Regions from separate parts of the Mus musculus genome. Here regions 2 and 3 are each linked to region 1. The links are chromatin contacts, called in public Hi-C and HiChIP or PLAC-seq maps. All regions are on one chromosome and are shown on one strand. Each heading gives the region's core, a stretch centred on a gene start, on an enhancer-like site or on the middle of the called end of the contact. The rest is flanking DNA. Distances are from core to core; before and after follow the strand shown.

Evidence for each region. Hi-C and Micro-C count contacts between places; a contact is called where the count stands out from the background. HiChIP or PLAC-seq counts read pairs in DNA pulled down with a chosen protein or histone mark.
Region 2: an H3K4me3 HiChIP or PLAC-seq map of bone marrow-derived macrophages shows a contact between it and region 1, with 6 times the contacts expected there. The contact joins two enhancer-like sites. A contact is called at or near these places in 1 of 15 datasets of contacts at CTCF or cohesin (the NIH/3T3 cell line), 25 of 484 Hi-C or Micro-C datasets (the C10 cell line, the C2C12 cell line, CD4 single positive thymocytes and 16 more), 19 of 115 datasets of contacts at active chromatin or transcription factors (the NIH/3T3 cell line, T-cell acute lymphoblastic leukemia, bone marrow-derived macrophages and 13 more) and 4 of 9 other capture datasets (adipose tissue, liver, macrophages and 1 more).
Region 3: a Hi-C map of bone marrow-derived macrophages shows a contact between it and region 1, with 28 read pairs. The contact joins two enhancer-like sites. A contact is called at or near these places in 2 of 15 datasets of contacts at CTCF or cohesin (the NIH/3T3 cell line and large pre-B cells), 62 of 484 Hi-C or Micro-C datasets (the AtT-20 cell line, B cells, the BV-2 cell line and 34 more), 31 of 115 datasets of contacts at active chromatin or transcription factors (the 230-238 cell line, CD8 T cells, the NIH/3T3 cell line and 20 more) and 5 of 9 other capture datasets (adipose tissue, embryonic stem cells, liver and 2 more).

Annotation. Positions count from the first base shown.
Region 1 is chr7:128,670,495-128,674,729 of GRCm38.p6, reverse strand. All of the region lies in intron 9 of Inpp5f (inositol polyphosphate-5-phosphatase F), which reads right to left. Among named protein-coding and RNA genes, the nearest start is that of Inpp5f, 61 kb to the right of the region's middle. Within about 2 kb of position 2,094, at least 186 of the 459 cell types and tissues checked have an H3K27ac peak or open chromatin away from gene starts, as enhancers often do. A contact at or near this core is called in bone marrow-derived macrophages, where this site is marked.
Region 2 is chr7:128,357,963-128,362,197 of GRCm38.p6, reverse strand. It overlaps Gm39092 (a long non-coding RNA gene), which reads left to right. Exons shown (of 3, transcript XR_869958.2): 3 at 2,754-3,405. Among named protein-coding and RNA genes, the nearest start is that of Gm39092, 6.9 kb to the left of the region's middle. Within about 2 kb of position 2,312, at least 13 of the 459 cell types and tissues checked have an H3K27ac peak or open chromatin away from gene starts, as enhancers often do. A contact at or near this core is called in bone marrow-derived macrophages, where this site is marked.
Region 3 is chr7:128,377,237-128,381,471 of GRCm38.p6, reverse strand. The region is part of intron 4 of Rgs10 (regulator of G-protein signalling 10); the gene reads left to right. Among named protein-coding and RNA genes, the nearest start is that of Gm39092, 12 kb to the right of the region's middle. Within about 2 kb of position 2,416, at least 34 of the 459 cell types and tissues checked have an H3K27ac peak or open chromatin away from gene starts, as enhancers often do. A contact at or near this core is called in bone marrow-derived macrophages, where this site is marked.

The DNA of each region.
Region 1 (4,235 bases), core at 845-3,344:
TCTGAATAGACATAAATATGTACCATGTTGCTGAATCTCAAGGTCCAATATTGTAAAGATATCAAGGCTTTCCAATTAATCTATATACTCAACCATCCCAATCAAAATTCAACCAGGATCTTTTCATGGAAAAGATAACTTAATTCTAAAAAAGTAAATATTCTCAAAAAGTAAATATTTGGAAAAAAATGAAAAGCAATAAACACAGAGAAATTTGCCCCATCTGGAACAATTCTATATAGTCTATGTAGCAAGCAAGACTGTGAAACTAAAGATAGGCAACTGACAGAGGAGAACAAGGCTGAGGGCCAAAGACCTGAGTCCACTGAGGCAGGAAGGGTAGGTAGCTAAGCACACTGCTGTGAGCAAGCACAGATGACCATCAGGGGCCCTGGGACGACAACTGTCTGTCTACAAGGAAAAGAGACTTATAAAAGAGTTCCCTATATCTCTTTAATGAAACACAAAATAAACTCTAGATACATCAATGACCTAAATGTTATTTAAAAAAAAAAAAAAAGCCACAAAAAAAGTAGTAGTTTTTGCACAGCTGTAGGTGGAAGCATGACCTCCCAAGCATAAAATAAAAACCAGAAGACAAAGATGATGTTTCCGATGTGACAACAGGAAAAATTTAAATCTGTGTACAAGTGACATTATCAGCAAAGGTTTAAAAAAACAAAACAAGGAACTCTCATGAGAATGTACTTGCCACAGAAAATCAACACTTTATAGAGTACCATAAACAGAGTAAGAAAAAACTGGGTACAAAAGACCCCAGTGAGCAAGATGCTACAGTCCCTACTAACAGTAAATTGCAAATGTCAGGATATAAAAGAGGTTTTAACCTACTGACGGGTAAATTTAAATAACTGAACAGAGTCAGCATTGGTGAACATGAAAAACAACAGCGGGGTCCCATTGCTACTGAGAATAGAAGCTGTGTGATCCCTTAAAAACGGTTTCTAATTTCCTGCTGCTTGTGTTGGGTGGGCAGGGCAAGTCTGAGGATTTTCAGTGCTTCTGGTGCAGTATCTCTGAATGCTAAATATCAACTTTAAGTGTATATGCTGTTTAATTCAACAAGTTTGCCTTCACAAATTCATTCTGCAAAAACAAGTTCCCTAATTCTTAGACTTTTAAAATTGTCTTTACTCTCGGTGGGGGGCACATGTATAAGCATGTGCAGGGGGCAGAGTTAGAGAACTTTATGGCGTCTGCTCTCACGCCCCGCCCCCTTACGTGGGTGCCAGGGATGAAAATGTACACATGGGTGATAAGGCTTGCCCATCAAGTGCTTGACCTGATGGGCCATCTTGCCAGCTCTTCACTTTGGATTATTTTGTTTTTGAGGCAGGGTCACACTATGTAGCCCTGGCTGTCCTGGAACTTGGTATGTAAGCCAGGTCAGCCTCAAACTCACTTTGTGCTGGACTAAAGGTGTGCACCATTATAACCAATTTGTTTTTTCAAACTGAGTTCTTATATAGCCCAGGCCTTGAATTTACTGGATAGCCTAGGCTGGACTAATCCCCTTTACAACCTCTATAGTCTCCTCCTGAGTGCTGGGATTATAGATACACACCATCATTCCCAATTTAGAACTTTTCCTTTTTTCTGCCAGCCTTTGCCTCCGGAGGTGTTGGGATTAAAGGCATGTGCCACCACTGCCTAACCTAAGAATTCTGGGGAAAAGACTAACAGCCAGAGACTTCACTGCAGAACAGTATGTGCACTGCCAGCTCTTTGTGACTTCAGCCCATGGTGAATGTGCGGGTGTCAGGTGACCTTGCTACAAACAATAGATTGCTAACTCAAATCTCAAGGCAAGCCTGGAAGCCGCAAGGCTGAGTGCAGTGACTTCAGTAAACCACTGAGGACTCGGGTTCTTTCTGCCTTTCCCTCTGCCATTCCCTCATTGCTTCCCCAGCAGCACACTGGATAAACGCCCGACTGCTTCATTCACCATCTTGAGACAGATGCAAAAGTCCCTAACATCAAATCCTGACAAAGCAGCCTCAGGGGCACTGTGGGTTCCGGTATATCTTTTATTAGAGCAGGAAGCTTTTCCCACATCAGACCTTCTGTCAAACAGCTCCAGCCTAAACCAATTATGAGCTAGCGCAATGCAGCCACACGGATGAGTCACCCTGACCGTGGGCCCCTCATCGCAGAAAGCAATTACCCAGGAGAAGGACACAGATAACACAGATAAATGAACACTGCCAGGCTCCTGCTGGAGGCCAGGAGGTGTCTGCTCAGCGCCCGCCTCTAGATATTGACGTGCGTCAACGGGGAGCAGGGACAAGTGTGGGAAGAGGTTATTTCCTGGCGTGCACACCTCAGTATTGCTCCTTTTAACAATTTGTGTTGCATTTAAATATGGCTTATTCTTTCTAATGCTACTTACAATTAGGAATATCAATAATGCATGAATCAACACGAATCAACACATTATTAAGGAACTCAATGCAGAATAAGACCAAATCATTCCTGACCACATCCAGTCCTTCATGCCGCCCTCAGCAGCCGCTGGCTCTGATGCTGCAGTGAGGCTCTTGCATAAGCACCCGTGACTGAGCACACTTGGAGTCCTGTTTGCCGATTTAAGTGCTAATTGCTCTGCATCCTTTCCCAGACTTGACGCTTCTCAGCGGTTCCCCTCAGCTCCCCAGTGTGTGAGTCATGGCTTTAATTTGCATTTCCCTGATGATTAATGAGATGACGCACCTTCTCTGATGGATTTGACTTTATAAAATATCCTTGTACATAAAATCCTGTTACATTATTCTGTCCAGTTTTTTTTGTATTGTACATCCTTTTTAATGGGTTTAGAAGACATTTAAATGTGCTGCGAGATAACAGACCAAATCTTAACTATTAAAGATTTATTTTATGTGTGTTTTGCCTACATGTACCTGTGTGTACCATGTGTGTGCCTGCTGCCCTCAGAGCTCAAAAGGAGGTGTCAGATTCCCCGGAAGTGGACTTACTCATGGTTGTGAGCCACCATATGTATTCTAGGGTTGGAACCTGGGTCCTCTACAAGAGCTCTTAACTCTCCAGCCTCCCCTAATCTCTGAATTACCTTTCATTCTCTTCATAATGCCTTTTTAAAAAGTATTTATTTTATGCATGCGTTTCAATTGTGCATAACCAGAAATAACAAATAGTAAAAAATCGTAAAGTAAAAATCAAGTTAGTCCCTTTCCATTATGGTTAGCGTTGTTGTTTTGTACATGTATGTATCTTTGTGTGGTGAATACACAGCATAGCACATGTGCAGAGGTCAGAGGTCAACCTTAGATGTAGGCCTTTGTCTTCCATCCTGTTTGGGGCAGTGTCTGTATTGGTTACAGCAAGCTGGCCTACAGAGCTCTAGGATTCTCCTTTCTCCACGTCCAAGCTCTCCTTAAGAGCCCTGAGATTACACATTCAGGGCCTCGAACTCACAGAGATCCTCCTGCCCCTGGCTCAGAGTGCTGGGACTGAAGACACATGTCATGTCACCTCTTCTCTTCTCTTCTCTTCTCTTCTCTTCTCTTCTCTTCTCTTCTCTTCTCTTCTCTTCTCTTCTCTTCTCTTCTCTTCTCTTTGTGTGAGTGGGTGCTGGGACCAAACCCAGATCCTCTGCAGAGCCGTACATACTCTTAATCGCTGAGACATCCCTCCAGCCCAAAAATAACTATTTCCTGGTTGGGCATTATTCTTTATCAAGTGACTAATAAAATGTGATAGACAATCATACATTTGAAACAAAGAAAGATAAGGAAACTGCTTTTATAAATCCTGCTCATGACTCAGTTTGAAACACTATGCTGTCTTCTGAAATCTTTAATGTTTAACCTTTTACATTCAGATCAAGAGTCTTTCTCAGAATTATACACACACACACACGCGTGTGTGTGTGTGTGTGTGTGTGTGTGTGTGTGTGTAGTGGGTATCAAAAAGAAAAGTATAGTTAAGTATTATCATGTTTTATTTTAATTGATAATTACATTCAAAGTGCCTTACCAACTTGTGTTATTGCTAGCAATATATGAGTTTCCATTTTTAAAAGCAAATACCTGCTTTTATCTATTATAAAACTATCTAAATTTTGAATATGATTATTAAATAATGATTGTTTTTCTTTCCTACTTTTTTTTCTTCCTGTTGCCTATGAGTCTCTGGCTGAAGCTACATGAACTAGACACTAGTCTGGGAAGAACGGAAGACATGCAGCACTGAGTCTG
Region 2 (4,235 bases), core at 1,063-3,562, 310 kb after region 1:
GGGCCACCACTTGTCCATCATCCCAAAGGCTCCACACCTCTCCTGAGATAGACAACAGAACCCAGCAGCTTCTCTCACTAAGAGGTGACTTACGTTTTGGAAGATGCTTTCAAGAAAGACAGGAACTCAGGGCTGGGGGTGTAGCACAGTTTGTGTTCTTACCTAGCTCACACAAGGCCCTGGATTCTGGCCTTAGCCAGGCACAAACCAGGCATATGCCACATGCTTGTGATTCTAGTATTTGGGAGGTACAAGGGGGAGGATCAGAGGCCAAGAGCAGCCTCAGCTACATATTGTATTTCATGCTAACCTAGGCTATGTGAAACCCTGTCTGAAAAGGAGATGGGGTGGGCTGGAGAGATGGTCAAAAGTTAAGGGCACTAGCTGCTTCTCCAGAGGAGTCAGGCTCCATTTTCAATATCCACATGGTGGGTCATAGTCATCTGTAACTCCAGTCCCAGGAGATTCAATACCCCCTCTGGCCTCTAAAACATCAGGCATGCATGTGTGCACAGATATAGATCCAGGCATAACATCCATACACATAACATTAAATAATAAATGTTTTAAAAGATGGAATCCCAAATCTTCATTTTCACAGGAAGGGGAATAAGAGAATGAAACAAGATGGGGGACTGAAGAAAGAAAGGATGGAAGGGAGGAAGGGAGGAAGAAAGAAAGGAAGGAAGAAAGGAAAGAAGAAAAAAGGAGGGAAGAGAGGAAGGAAGGCAAAAAGGAAGGAAGAGAGAAAGGAAAGGAGGAAGGGAGAAAGGAAGGAAGGAAAAAGGAGGGAAGAAAGGGAGAAAGTAAGAAAGGAAGAGAGAAAGAAAGGAAGGAAGAAAGGAAGGAAGAGAGAAAGGAAAGAAGGAAGAAGGAAAAGAAGGAGGAAAGAAAGGAAGGAAAAAAGAAAGGAAAGAAGAAAGGAAGAGAAGGAAGGAAGAAAGAAAAAAGAAAAGAAGAAAGGAAGGAAGAAAGAAAGAATGGAAGGAAGACAGAAAGGAGGGAGGTAGGGAAGGGAGGAGAGAAGGGAGGAGGGGTAGGAGGAGGGAAGGGAGGAAGGAAGAGTCCCCAAAAGGCCTGATTGATTTCAGCCTGGGCTCTGGAGAGCTTTGTAGAGGCATCACTGACGTGGAAACTTAAGGGTTCTTTAGAAAGTCGGTTGGATGGTGTTTTGCTGGGGCAAACGCGTGAAGGAATGTCAGCTGAAGTGGACACAGGTGTGAAAGGCTAAGGTAGACTCATAAAGGAACTTTTCGCTGAAGCAGACACAGGAGAGAGGATGTTCTGCTAAAGCAAGCACGTGAAAGGACACGAGGTGAAGGATTCTTTGCTGACAACACGCATGCATTGGTCTGTCTTACATTGCATGGTTGAGAGGCAATAGTCGGGACTCCACAGACAGAAATGTGTAAAATTCTTCTGGTGGTGTTCTGAAGTTTGTTGCCACTTCCAAGGACTCGAGCTGATTGGATGCACATGCTGAGACAGGACACGCACTGAGGCAAGGCACACGGAGAGCACATGATGGTTGGAGGGCATAAATAGGACTCCACAGAGTGACGAGACAGAGCTTGGCTTGCTGGTACAGCTGTCTGTGCTTGTGGATCTCCCGTATTTGCTGATCTTCACTTCCCTGATCTTCACTTCCCTGAGAGACACATAGCTGAGAACTTCTGGTGTTCCTATTGGTCCCTCCTGCTGACTGGAGCTGAGGCTGAGGTCTGTCTGTCTCTGCTAGGACGTGTCACCGCCATTACTGAATTTATCAAACTGGCTGGCTGGTGTATCCATGAAGTGTTTTTGAGTGGATCAAGCTGCCACTGCCTGCTAACCTGTGAACTGAACTGATGATTTCCAGACAACACAGATGGAATCTGCTCCAAAGAACCTTTCTAAACAGGTCCACTTCCCCCGTATCCTTTCTTTCCCACTACTCTGGAAGATGGCGGGTTAAAAGGGAAGTTAAAGTGGTCAAGAACCACCATTAAAAATAGGATTTGAAAAAATTAAAGTTACACATTACCTAGAACAATTGCAGGGGATAATGACTATTAACCAGTCCCGTGGTTACCAGCAGCCTTTGAAGGCCCCAATCGCTAGCCACTTCACCTACCTCACTACAGCGGAAAAAAGATTCAGTATGACCCAGAAAGGCCAGCTCCACTGCACAGGAAGTAGGAGAAAAAGACGGTAGACGTGGCAGGAGAGCTGTCTCAGTGAATCAACCGGAGTTGATTTCCCAGTACCCACAGAGACTCATAACTGCCAGCAACTCCAGCCCCAATGGATCTGACACCCTCTACTGGGCTTGGTGGCACCTGCATGCCCATGTGTGTGCGTGCATGCACAGACATGCACTAGCATAGGAGTACGTGGCACACACACACACACAGAGCCACATAAATATAAATAAAAGATTTTTTTTTTTTAAAGGCAGCAGGAGATGTCAGGGCGCCTGCCTAAGTGAGGGTTATGGTGAAACTGCTAATGAAGTTCCAGAACTTGGTATTTAGCTTTTCTCAGGGAGGCAGGGAGTAGAATATATCAGACTATGCTTGTTCAGTGTCAGGGCTAGACTGGTCCCCGGTCCTGGGTTTTCTGCCGGTTACTCAATTTGCTGGGCTACACAGAAGTGGATGCGCAGTGCTGTGAAGTGTGAGCAGGAGCACTGTCTCGTTCAGCTGACTTGCCACTTGAGTGGTGGACTGCCCTCCCTGTAAGTTACAAATATTCCCACTTCTGTCTCCTTTCAGACCTACTGCAAGCCCAGAGACCAACACACAGGGGTCTGTAGGCCACTGACTGGACGGGAAAGAAGCCAGAATGGAGAAGCTGCTGAAGGAACCACAAGTGTCCGTGTTTCCTTTTTCTGACCTGGAGGCTGGTGCTCCTCCCATCATTCCCTGCTTCAGTGCTGGGGACACCGGGCTTCCTCTTCTAGCATGTGGTTTGGTGTCACCATCCCTAGGGAAACTCTCGGTGACTTTGGAACTCAGGCTGAATGTCAGTCTGGTTCGTTTCCATGCTTTTATTTGCTCGTTGCTGTTTTCAAAGCCCCTTGGATTGTTTGTGAGTCTGAGTGATGGCACATCTGCCACAGTGTAGTGTGGGTGGCAGCATCCTGCTCTCTAGTCTGTGTACAAAGAAATGCTGCTGCTAACTACACCTGTCCAGTCTGTCTGCCTCAGCATGGTCGCTGCTGATGGCGTTCCAAGCGCAGACGTGAGGGAGGAGGGTGAGGCAGCCAAGGCTTTATTCTCTCTGTGGTGTGAGCACCGAGCTGAGGAAGGGTGCTGTTGTGAAGTTCTGCTCTCAACTTTGGTTCTGTTGGAGGAAGGGAAGACCCGAGGACGGGTGTGCCATGGAAGCAAGCGGTGGGGCAGAAGACAGAGGGAGTCGCAACCAGGAAACAAAGCCTTCTGTGGTTTAACTTGCAGCCAGTTTGAAGGATGGATTTGGAAAAGTTAGAGGTGCAGTTCTGGAGTGTTTGGGGTCCAGATGCAAAAGAGAAAAAAAAATCTAACTAACTTGGAAGCTCATCGGAAAGAGATCAGCTCAAAGATGACCCTCTCTAACAAGAACTCCTGCCTCGGCCCGAGGAAGTCAGAGCTATGGGCCAGGAGGAAGGAAGGAGACAGAACCAAATGCTCTTTTTGAGACAGTCTTGTAGGGAACTCAGCAAACGCTTTCCTCGTGTCCCAGACTCCTTTGCGGAATCAGGGTAGGAAATAAGCAGGCTTTCTTTGGGTGACCTTCTGAAATGGAAGGAAAGGACGTTTTACAGTGTTGCTTTTTCTCAAGTTCAGGTTGTGGAAACCATAGCTTCTTAAAAGGTCAAGTCAGTTTGCTGGACCTTTTTCTCATTGGTATTGAGAAGAGATCGCAAGATGCTGTTGGCTGGTCAAAGCTTACTTTAAGTGTCTCAAGCTCTGGGGGGTGGGGGTGGTTCCAGGGTGGGCTATCTCACTATTCTTTTTGAACAGAAGCTGAGGGACAGATGTCATGTGACACACATCTCCACACCTCAGCAGAGACCTGACACTCGATTCTGCACCCCCCTCCGCTGTGCCTCTCTATCTGTGTAGACTTCAATCTTATATACACTTTGTTCAAGGTTCCCTGGATCACCAATTCAGTGTGTTTGTTCCTAAAGTTGGCTGTTGCTGGCAGTCTGCAACCCTCCATGTTCTCCTGCTGTGCTTAGCTATTTGTGTACTGTCCAGTGGCTGTCCTTT
Region 3 (4,235 bases), core at 1,167-3,666, 290 kb after region 1:
GCTTAGCTTTTTATCAGGTAGGTCGGTTGCACTAGTAGGTTTGATCTTGAAAGTTGGGCCGCTTGTCCCTGATGCCCAGCCCTGGCTATCCTACCCTTTCCTGGCTGGGCTAGAGAGAACAGATGACTCAGTGAGGAACCACCTCAATCAGAGGGTCAACGTTGGCCTTGGCTTTCTAACCATGACTTTTCATTGGCCCTTGGCCTGAGTGCTAGCCCTCCACCCCATCCCTGTCTCAGCCTGTCACTTCCTGGATGTTGGAGTCATGGTTATGACCACTGTGTGGTAAATTGGCTCTTGGCATCAGAAGAGGGAAGTTGGGGCTTAGAGCCTCATCCTGCCTCAGACCCCACATGGGCTGTTTCTTAGTGTGGCCCTAGGTTCACCCCAGCTCCCCTGTTTTTCTACACAGGACCTGAGTCTGAGCTTTCCTGCATCACCACGGTCCCTCTGTCTAGGCTGTGCTTGGCAATCAGATCCAGGGTATAGCCCATCTCTGGCTTATGGGTCCCGCTGACATTCGCTTCCAAAGGATCAAAGGCAGTCTAGAAATCAGCAGTTTCCAGGGAGGTTTCCTCACATCTATACGGTTGGCCACCTTCAGCAGGATGGGGCACGAAGGCTGCTCTCTGCAGAACTTTCAGAGTGACCTTATGACTTAAAGATAGTGGGAAGGCTGGGAGGGGGGTGTGAAGAACTGCCAGAAAAACACTAGACTCTGCGTCATGGCAGACATTCAGAACAATCGTTGAACTTTGAACTGACTTTCACAGCCTCCAGGGAAGACTGGATAGCCCACACCGAGGGAGTAGATTTTGTCTTATGTGGAGGGTCTTTTTGACTCCATTTCTGGCCTTGGAGTTCTGATTCCACCCTTGGCACGTTCACCATCCCTAATGGGCCTGTCTATGAACTAATGGGCCTGTCTATGAACTAAAGTGCTGTCCAGATCGACGAAGCCTTTCTAGTGGCCCGCTCGTGCTTGAGGGCAGGGTCTTCAGTCTCTGCTTGCCACTGTCCCACTGTCTGCTAGCTGCCCTTAGACCTCCTGGGTACGCCCCACTCCTTCTTCAGAAGACGTAGGAGGACCTCCACTCACAGGGTGGGCACAGTAGCTTGCCAAACCCATTAATCACCTAAGAGCTGTAGGGAGAGGTTTCCTTTTCTCTCAGTTCTATATTCACACAGCCAGTAATCAGTTCTGTAATCTAGGTATAAGGAGAGGGAGAGAAAGGGGGAGGGGGAGGGAGAGAGAGAGGGAGAGAGAGAGAGGGAGGGAGGGAGGGAGGGAGGGAGGGAGAGAGAGAGAGAGAGAGAGAGAGAGAGAGAGAGAGAGAGAGAGAGAGAGATAGAGATGGGGGTGGTGGTGGTCTAGAATGGCAAGTCAGAGAAATCCTATGACCAAACTTTATGTTACATTGAAGGATTGAAAATTTTCCTCCTTATGCGGGTAGAAGTAACCCAGAAAAGAAGGGAGGTGGGTATTTCATTTAGTTCTTCTAATGTACTTGATTGTGAGTGATCAAATATTTATCAAGCTGAAAATGCAGTGGCTGGAGGCAGTGGATTAGCCTGGAGTGGCCCTCGTTCTGAGACCGACTGCTTCCAGGGATGTCCTTCCGTCCCTCCCCAAGCAGCCTGGTGGGCACTGCAAAGGTGGTTCCCCCCCTTGCTGTTCCACTGCAGCTCTGTCTGGGGTTTGAGGAAGCACGGTGGGTGTTTGGATGATGTAGGGTCCCTGCACTGGAAGCAAGGTGCAGGCAGGGCACAGTTGCGCAGGCGCAGGATTCGCCTTCCGCTCTTTTCCTCCCAGTCCGGTCCGCAGCAGGGGATCCCAGGCAACCGGCTAAACAGTTTATAGTGTAGGCATGCAGATGTGGAGCCTGCAAACCAGGAGCCTTGCTATGCTACATCTGTCCTGGCCAAAAAAAGAAAAAAAAAAAAAAAAAAGAAGCAATCCCGGAAGCAGCCCAGCTGCCTACTCACGATTTTCTGCTTTGCTGCCTGCTGGAGACAAATCTCCTCGTGCTCAAAGGCTTCTTCCTCTTCCTCCCCCTGAGTTGTTTCCATTTTCTCCTCCTTCCTGCAGATCACATTGTTTAGGTCCAGGTCAGCTTTGCCTGCTGGAGGCCTGGTCTTATAGAACCAACTAAGATCTCAGGGCCAGCTCCTTTCTTCTTGAGTTGAGGCTCGCACCTAGGCCGTGCATTGCAGGTCTTCAGAACTGTGAGGGGCTCACGTCCGTGCTTCTGTTTTAGCAGTTTCCTAGTGGGTCAGTCCCATACGTTTTCAAACAGCAAACACTTCTTGCATATCTAGGAGACTAGGAATCTGAAACCAGCCATGGGCAGTCGGGGGTCCTGATGAAGGGCCTAGAAGAGGAACTTGCCGTAGTTCCAGCTCCTGGTCAGTTGCTTGCTCGTCACCTTTGGAACTTGTAGGCTGTGTCCACGTCATTCCTGTCTCTGTCACTGTTGTTACACAGCTTCCTTCTTTCTAGGTCTCTCTGTGTGTCCTGCCTCTTTGGATCTGGGTCCCACTACCCTGGAGGGTGATTTCAGCTTGATATCAATAGGTCTGTTTCTAAACAAAGTTGCATTTTGAGGCTCTAGGTAGATATACATTTTTGAAGACCTACAAACTTGCCTCAAGCCTTTAGAACGATTCCTTTCCCTCTGATATATTTGGGATCATGGGTTAAAATTCAGTACATTTTGAAATTAAATATTCAATCGCTTAATTCTTATGGGCAAGTTTCTATGTTTAACTCTTTGCAAATCTTATTTCTCTCTGTTTGTCTGTCTCTCTCTCTGTCTCTCTCTCTGTCTCTCTCTGTTTTCTCATGTAGTTGAAAGGCTGACCTGGAGCATGTGTGTCCCAGGCTGGTCTTGAACTTGTGATCCTCCTGCCTCTCCATTCCAAGCACTACCCATCATGTAGACCTTTTTTTTTTTTTTCAAAAAAAAATTTTTTTTAACATTTGCTTATTTATTCGAGGGGCAGGGAGCACACATGACATAGCACATACACTAGAGCCAGGGCAGCTTGCAGGAGTTGGTTCTCGCCTTCTACCACAAGGGATGGCAGTAACATATCATCAGGCTGCCAGGCTGTGTGTCATGTGTCTTTACCATCTGAAACCTCTCACTGGCTCCCAGACCTTTAAAAAAATTTTTTTATTAGATATTTTCTTCATTTACATTTCAAATGCTATCCCAAAAGTCCCCTATACCCTCCCCCCACCCCCTGCACCCTGCTCCCCTACCCACTCACTCCCACTTCTTGGCCCTGGTGTTTCCCCTGTACTGGGGCATATAAAGTTTGCAAGACCAATGGGCCATCTTCTGCTACATATGCAGCTAGAGACACGAGCTCTGGGGGGTACTGGTTAGTTCATATTGTTGTTCCACCTATAGGGTTGCAGACCCCTTCAGCTCCTTGGGTATGTTCTCTAGCTCAGACCTGATTTTTAATGACTGCATAGTGTTCTGCCACACAAGAGTCATACAGCTGGTTAGGTGTATAGGATGGAGAAGCAGCCTGCCGGGCTTGGCCTCCTGTCTGTCCCTTATGTCCTTCTCCTGCCCCACTTCATACGTGGAGATCCTCACTTACTGTACCTGGAATGTGGCTGTGTCTGGAGACAGGGACTAAGAAAGGATAATTACGTTAAACAAGCTCATATGAGTGGGCCCTGATCCAAAGTGACAAGTGTTTTTTTTTTTTTTTTTCAGTAGTGTATGTGTGTTCTGTGTGTATGTGTGCATATGTGTGGGTGCATGTGTGTTGTGTACGTGTATGAAAGAGACAATATGCATGTGGTGGTCAGAGGACACCTCTGAGGAGTTGTCTCTCTCCGTCCATGTTTTATGTGAATTCTGGAAATCAAGTTCTAGTTACCGGGCTCTTACAACAACTACCCTCATCCGAACTTCACCTGCTGGGCCATCTTGCGGGCCCTTGATGTATGTTCTCGTAAGACATTCACAGGGATGACCTTGTGACACCGAGAGACACCCTGGAAGAAGTCAGTCCGCTGGTAGCTTGACCTCAGAATCTGGCCTCTGAAACTATGAGGGAAAGTTGTCTGTGGTTCTGTTTTGCCAGACAGAGCGGGGCAGCCCTTGCCATTCAGCAAGCACTAGCCACAGGACCCTGTTTTCCTCCTCAGTGAAACCACAGTCCCCAGGGCCTTGTGATAGTGTCATGGGAGAATGCTCTATCGGATGACTGGA